Linked DNA regions of Mus musculus: region 2 is linked to region 1. A link is a contact called in public capture Hi-C data. All regions are on one chromosome and are shown on one strand. The core of a region is the stretch at or near the end of the contact, and the rest is flanking DNA. Distances in the headings are between cores, read along the strand shown.

What was found. Capture Hi-C pulls out chosen DNA fragments and counts their contacts.
Region 2: a contact with region 1 is called in a capture Hi-C map of macrophages, with 2.8 times the contacts expected there. The contact joins the promoter of Hps5 here to the promoter of Lmtk3 in region 1. A contact is called at or near these places in 1 of 39 promoter capture datasets (cranial neural crest) and 1 of 9 other capture datasets (macrophages).

What each region holds. Positions count from the first base shown.
Region 1 is chr7:45,784,040-45,787,944 of GRCm38.p6, reverse strand. Lmtk3 (lemur tyrosine kinase 3) reads right to left here and starts at 2,598. Exons shown (of 15, transcript NM_001290990.2): 1 at 2,264-2,598; 2 at 1,361-1,494; 3 at 985-1,135; 4 at 475-551; 5 at 1-41. The coding sequence starts at 2,339. It overlaps Gm5897 (predicted gene 5897), which reads left to right and starts at 3,478. Exons shown (of 2, transcript NR_153811.1): 1 at 3,478-3,905.
Region 2 is chr7:46,793,611-46,797,363 of GRCm38.p6, reverse strand. It overlaps Hps5 (HPS5, biogenesis of lysosomal organelles complex 2 subunit 2), which reads left to right and starts at 1,483. Exons shown (of 23, transcript NM_001005247.2): 1 at 1,483-1,936. Gtf2h1 (general transcription factor II H, polypeptide 1) reads right to left here and starts at 1,270. Exons shown (of 15, transcript NM_008186.4): 1 at 1,076-1,270.

The DNA of each region.
Region 1 (3,905 bases), core at 1,349-3,848:
TGGGCTGGCGAGTAGTCTGAGAAAACCTCCCCGAGGATCACCTGATCAAGGAGCGCTAGGATCAATGCTGACCTGTGTCCAGCCCGTCCCCGGGGCAGCTCCATACACCCCAAACTCCCAACCACTTCCAGGCCTTCCCTTCATGTCCCACCTCCCTGGTCCCCTACCAGACACGGAGTGAGAGACTCACAGGCCCAGAATCCGATGCACGCGGGACGGATGGAAGGATGGACAGACTGACGGACGCGTGGAGAGCCGGGTGGCGAGGCGGAGTGGTCAATGGAGTGAGGAGGGAGGCGCTGACCGACAGATGTGGGGGTAGGTGGGTGGGAGTGGGTGGGAGTGGGAGGGGCAGGCTGCAGGGCATGGGGCTGGGGAGGCCAAGAGCAGATGACAAATGGGGGTAGACACAGAACAGGAGCACATGCCAGAGATGTATGGATAACCCTTCTGCCTCCCACCCAGGCCCCTCACCTTCCCAAACCAGCCGCTGCCAATCTCCTGCAGGTAGCTGAGGTGCTGGCGGCTCAGGCCCAGGGGGGTGCTGATGTCTGAGGAGGGGGCGGGAGGGGAGGCCCTGAGTTCTCCTATCAAAGATGCCCCACACCACCACAGTGGGAGGGGTCTGAGGTCAGAGTAGACAACAGTCTCCTTTTATTGGCTGTCTCCAACATTCCATGGCAGGGTCCAGCCTCCTCATTGGCTGCCCATGAGATCCAGAGCCCAATCAGCCCTTCCCTTTGGCAACCCTAGCTCCAGTCCGCTTATAGGCTGGCTCCCAGGTTAAGATCTAGGCTGATGGCACCAGGGCCATCCTGCAGGATTCTCTCGATCTGGGATTTTCTACAAGATGGTGTGTGTGGCTTCCCTGTAAGTTACTTCCACGAATCTAGGGCTCTGCATTCTGCCCTCTCCCCTCCCTGAGCCACGAAAGGAAGCCCTCAGTGTTGGGATCGCAGGATTCTGGGGTGGAAGGAGCAGTACCTGAGTGTGGAGGCTGCGGGGCAGGCATTGGCAGTGAGACCTCTGCCAGCGGCAGAATATAGACATCAGGCAGCGACTGTGAGGAGGAGGTCTCCTCCGCAGGGGGGGTGTACTCCCCAGAGCAGTCCTCCCCTTCCGGGTTCTCAAACTCCTGGGGTACGAGAGGTGAAGAATGGGAGCATCGGGAGGAGGGTGCTGAGATGCCGCCATCCTGCCCTAATTGCCTCCCTTCAGTCCACAGACCTGTCCCTCAAATCCCAGCCCAATTTCCGCTAGTGTGCGCATCCCAAAGCCGTAGGTCTTGGGAGTGCTCTGGGACCTCCAGTCTCTTTGCTGCCTGGGGTCTTTCTCCCAGGTTAGTCCTAGGGCACCTCACCTTGAAACGAACATCACCCCGTTTGCAACACAGACAGGTAAGGAGGAGAAAGATGAAGGCCAGCAGACCCGAACAGGAAATGAGGACCACAGCGTAGGGCGGAGCCAAAGGGGCCCGGCTCAGAGCGAATCCATCTGTGGGCATAAGGCTAGGCTGGGGTCTGGGCTTCAAGACACTGGCTACCGGACTCATGCCCCTCCCATCCTAGGCTAGTCTTGGACTACAACCCCCATGATGCTCCGAATCCAGGGGCTCCTTGGCAGGGGAGCCAGGTGGTCTAACGTATTGTGGGAGTTGTAGTTTAAGGTCTTCCCAGGTGGTTGGGGGTGGGGTCCCTCCTATCGTTTCAAACTGGGACCCACCCCCCACCCCAAACGCATCCCGTAACCCGGATACATTCCAGTGACCAGCAATAGTGAGGCCTGGAGCTCTGAGAATTTACAATATGCTACCATAGACAGCTTCATGACCATCATTCCCCCAATAGCAGGCTGTTGGCAGATATTTGCCCCGAGCTGAACGCACTGCCCACCCCACGCCTGAAGGGTGACTGAGAACTGTTTCTTTTAAAGACACAGGGAACACAGACTTGTTCTCTAGCCTCAGCCTCAGACCTGAGGGAGGGGTCTCTGCAAAGCCTCAGCTGTGTTCCCCTTAGAAATAGGGTCTCTCTCTTTCCCAAAGGCCGCGGCCTTCCATCTCCCCGCGCACCCGTGTGCACTCGCGTGCACATGAGCTCACATGCACGCTCACAAGCACGCACTCGGCCCGCAGCCCACTCCCCACCCGCCCTGGCTGGTCTCCCTGGCCCTGCAGACCCGTTGGTCCCCAGGGACTGCGCACAGGTGCCGGGCGGACCCGGTGGGGGTGGGGCGCGGGCCGCGGACGGCTGGACATACTCACCCGGGTGCGCTGGGGACGCCAGGCAGCCGGAGGCGGAGACGGCCGCCAGGAGGATGAGTGCGCCGGGTGCAGGCATCTTGTCCAGGATGGAAGGGAGGTGGAGGAATCGGCGGCTGGGGAGGAGGGGGGGCGGGCCCTCAGCCCCCAGCCATGGGGACCCGCTCAACCCTGGCCTCCCTCAGCCCAGGAGAGGGGCGGGAGATGCAGGACAGGGGGAGGGAGGGGTTGCTTACTGGTTCTGATACCCCCCTCCCCCTCCTCGAAAGGACAGACGGATGAAGGGATGGAGAGGCGGACGGAGGAGAGGAGCTGGGGAGCCGGGGTTGCTGGGGTAGGGGGGAGGGGAAGATGGGGGGGGGAGAGAACGAGGGCCCCGCCCCCGAGGACAATCGGGATTGGGGGAGCAGAGAGCCTGTCAGAGGAAGGGTGGGAGGAGGAAGGAGGGAGCGTTGTCATGGCAACTGGTTCCCGGTTGCATTGGCTGCCAGGCGGGAGGGGAGAATAGGGAGGGGGAGGAGGGACAGACAGAGACCAACAGACCCTTGGAGGGGGGCAGGGTCCACAGTGCGTGGCCCTGACACCACTGTGACACAACACTGGTGCCCACACGTGTGCTACATGCTAAGATGCAGATAGCAAGCCCACGCAGCCCACACACAGCTGAGACATGTCACAGGAACCTTCACAAGCGCCTCTCATACAAAGGTGGACAGCCATCAGCAAACGGAGACAAGGACACGTCACACACAAAGACACAGGGACAGACCACACTGAGAATGCATAGGCAGTCCAGACTCTGGTTGGTACAGATTCACCCAGCCACACAGGAATACCCAGCATCACATGAACACACACGCACACGCACACATACAACACAGAGCTCCAAACATAGGGAGGTATCACAAAGATCCATTCAGACCCTTTGGGACATGAGGAGGCATGCTGTCATAAACTGATATTCCACACAGGCAACAAAGAACACACAGAAATCACTAACTCAAACACGTAAAGCCAGTTGCATGCACACAGACACAGGCTTGTCAGTCACATATGGAGCATACAGAAACAACACATGCATGTATGCAGGCACGGGGTTTGCACATTGCTCACCTTCAGGGACAAATGCATATCACATACATGCACACGGGAACACACGGTTCATACATGCAGAGCTACATAGCTTATGCAAAAACACAAATATAGAACGGGTACAAACATGCCCTGTGCACACGTATTACACACAAAGGCACACCACCTACCTAAATAGACAGCATGAATGGACACACTCTTTAGACGTGATTATGAGGACTCCTTATCCACTGCAGTCTCACACCACAGACATCAACACACATGGGCACAAAAGATGCATAAGCGTAGTTTATTTCATGTATTTATTCTTGGCAGGATTTACTCTGCGCCAGGCGTTTCCCAAGATTTACAGTATTACCTTCCAATCATTACAACAGCCCCCAAGACAGGTTCTTTTTTCATGCCCAATGTATAGGTAAGGAAACTGAGGCACAGAGAGGGGCAGTCACCTGCCCCATGCACAGAACAGGGGATAGGCAGAGGTAAGGCTGGAACCTGGCCGTCAGGGACACCGACACATCAGACAAGACACACACACACACACACATCACGT
Region 2 (3,753 bases), core at 234-2,733, 1.0 Mb before region 1:
AAAGGAAGTCACAAGGCTAGATATTGAGAATATTGATTGGAGCCAAGCCCTTAGTGTGCTTCAAGCCAGTTTTCTGTACCCAGGCCTGCATGCTTACCAAGCAATTTACATTGGGCTCTACCTACAGTCCTGTTTTTTTTTTTTGCCAGTTCTGGAAATGAAACCCAGGATCTTACAGGTGCCTAGCAAGAACTCTTAGCTTTAAGCTGCATTCCTAACTCAGAAACCTGTTTTACCATATTTTAAACTGGTGTCTTTAAATGGACAACATCAAAAGACAGAAAGCCAAACCAACCAAACAAAAGCCAACAACGAAGAACAAAAACAAGCAAACAAAAATCCCAAATTAAACTGTGTATACGTTGAGGACACAACTTCCGGAGATCGGTTCTCCCTCCACCACGTGGGTCCCAGAGATGGAACTCAGGTTTGGCAGCAAGCACCTTTACCAGTTGAGCCATTTCACTGTAGCCCTGGGCATACGTTTTAACATCTTTTCCCCACCCTTGTTTTGCAGATGGTAAAATAGACATGTGAGGTCAACTTCACATGAATTTAGTTTCTAAGAACACTGGAGAATTTATAAAAATAATCACATACTTCCATGTATTGATGGTTCACTTTACACTACATGACTGTCAAACTGGTCATAGCTAGAACTGGGTGCGTGGCTCAAGTTTTAATAACAGTTTGAAGAGCAGGATGACAGGTGGAAGCAAGAAGGCACGAGGACACCAAGGTTAGAGGACTTCTTTAACAGGAAAAGAAAGCCTCTCCCGGGCAGGCTCCCTAACGGGAAGGGCCTCGGTGTCTCGGAGAAGCCTCACTTCCTTCGTTCTCAGGTGAGTCTGATCCTTCCAGTCCCTCCCAGCGGAAGAACCTAATGCCTTCGGGCAGTAGATTAAGGGTCAGGGCACCTCCTTCCCATTCCGGGAGAAGAAAGGCAAACCACACAGCCAGCCTGTAGTGTCGTGGAGACGACTACAGCGAAGGGCTCGATCCGCCTGGCCCCGCGCCCCCGGGGCCTGTCAGACCCTCCACGCCCGCCCAACCCCATTCTTCGGTCTCAACTTACCAGGTGGGAGCTACGGTCTCTGGTCTGGGGCGCGGGAAGCGCGTCCCGTCGGATCTGCCTCCGCCGCGCTTCTCACAGCCGCTGCACGGAGGAGGCTGAACCCCTGCGGCCGCAGCCGTCGCCACCGCCTCTGTTGCCGGGGGGTCTCGCCTCCATCGCTGGCTGCGAGGGCGCTGAGGGCACGTGACCGGAAACGCCGGGGCGGGCCTCCGGAGCACGTGACCACCACCGCGGCCGCCATGACACCTTCCGCTAGCTCCCGCCCTCCCCCACCGATTCCCGCCTGTTTCGCTTCTCCTCCTCCGGTCTCGAGCGGCGGAGAGTTTCGGGGATTCGGCTTGGCTCGCCTTTCTCCCTAGAGAGCATCCGGTCCGGCTCCGTGGTGCGTCGTCGGCCCGAGGCGGCTCCCAGACTGCAGGCCGCAGGGAGCGGAATCGCGACCCGCGGCTGGAGGGGGAGGGAGCACGCGCGGGGAGGGGCGTGATCGTCACGTGACGAGGAAGTGCCGTTAACAGCGCTTTCCTCCGGTCCCTGGCGCCCCTGGATGACGTTGCCAGGGAGGGGGCGGGGTGACAGGGTGTGTGAGGTTCAGGTTCCGCTGTCAAGGGGTGTTGAGTGTCTGTGGAGCCTGCTCGGTGAAAGCGATCGCTGGTCTCTGGGGGGGGCGGAACTCGGCCCGCTAGTCAGCCTGAGGTTCTGTGAACCTGGCTTGGAAAACCTGCTTCCTGGACTTCTCCAGAGTGACAGCTGCGGTTTAAAGTCATAAAAGTTAGCTGTGATTGACGGGAGCTCCTTGTGGTCAGGGACTTGGTCTGCTGCGCATCCTTCATCTCCAGCAGCGCCTCCAGGGCCTAGAACACGGTAGGCACTTAGAACGTTGAATGAATGAATGCATGCAAGCATGAGCGAGTCGTTAAGTTTTCTGAGGTAGAGTTTCCTGATCATTATTGGATAAGGAAGTTCCTATTGTGGAAATAAAGTCTATTAACTCCCCTTTGCATAATTTCTTCAATCGTTGTTACTTTGCGTCTTTCGAGCCTTTCCTTCCACGCACCTTGTGGGATTAGATACACCATGGTTTGCTTTGGCTTTGTGAGCAGCAATCACTGTCTACCACTCTTGAATTATAAAAATAATCTTGGGAAGTGAGAAAGATGTTTCGATCTCACATAAATTCTACTTTCATTTATTATTGGGGGAGAAGGTGGCATGGCACCGCAGTTTTTTTGTTTGTTTGTTTTGTTTCTGTTTTTTTTGTTTGTTTGTTTTGTTTCTGTTTTTTTGTTTTGTTTTGTTTTGTTTTCTCGAGACAGGGTTTCTCTGTGTAGCCCCGGCTGTCCTGGGACTCACTCTATATACTTGACTGGCCTGGAACTCAGAAATCTGCCTGTCTCTGCCTCCCAAGTGCTGGAATTAAAGGTGTGCTCCACCACTGCCCGGTTGACACCTCAGCTTTTTGTAATTGGTTCTCTCCTATCTTTCTGTGAGTTCTTGGGCCCCTGGGATCACCAAGCATAGCAATAAACCATTTCTTGGGCCCTCCTCTTCCTCCTCCACGTTTGCCTTTATCATTATTATTATTATTATTATTTTTAGCATTGTGACCCTTGGGAAAGCCAACCTTTTAAAAAGATGGTAGATGTTCACTGATTTGCCATCTTCTAAGAAGCTAGCATTTTAAAGTTTTTTCTTCCTAGTAGCACACAGAGGTAATGTTTAAGCTCAGTTTTTTAGAAAACTTATTGGTTGAGAATATTTAATGAACCGCATAATTAAGGCTCCAGAAATTCACATTTATGGACAGAAGAAGGAAGGGAAGAGTTCAGGATAGCTGAATAATAGGGTAAGATGGGAGAGGAAGCTTAGAAAAGAAGAGATGAGATCACATTTGCTTTTAACGAGTACTAGCTAGAAGTCAGTTTTAAGTCTCCTCTATTCAGAATGTCAAGAGAGAGGTTTCTTCTTCCCACAGATTTCCTGGGTAGTAGGAAGGCTTGACTTTCACTGACTTATCACTCCTTACTTTAACATCTCTGTATCCTAGCATCTGCCCATACACTTTACAGAAACTGTACAAACTCCTCATTAAATCCTTCCGTGACTCTGTGACCTACTGTCTTGGGTTTAGGTTCCTTGGTTTAGAGTTGGAAGTGTTTTGTACCTTGAGCCCAAATTTGCATTTTATATTTAACCGAGGACTAAAGTCCAAGGTGGGTAATTCTAAACCGCATCCAGCACTTTTGCTGTCTCAGCTCTGCCAGCTGCCTTTCCCTCCCTCCTAACAAACGCTGGCCTGGGAGTATTTCTTTAGGAAGTTTTCTTTGACTTGCTGTTATCCTTTAGGAGAATTGTATGTGTGTTTGTACACATGTATGGTGTTGGTGACTTTCTTTTTGACTAGAATTGATTTCCAGAATTCTTTTATTTATCCTCATGATTACGCTTATTATTTTACTAACTACTCAATAAAATAAGTGACTAAAAATTAGTTTTCTTGGATAAGGAATTGTTAAATATTTTGAATGTTGTCATGCTAAATTTTTTGGGGGGGTGGTTTTACTTATTTATTTATTTAGACTTGTTTCAGAATACAATTCTTGCAGAGGTCAAGCTGTAATAAGAATATGTTACTAGCAGAGAATAAAGCTGTATTATATGTATATAATTTAAAAAGTCAC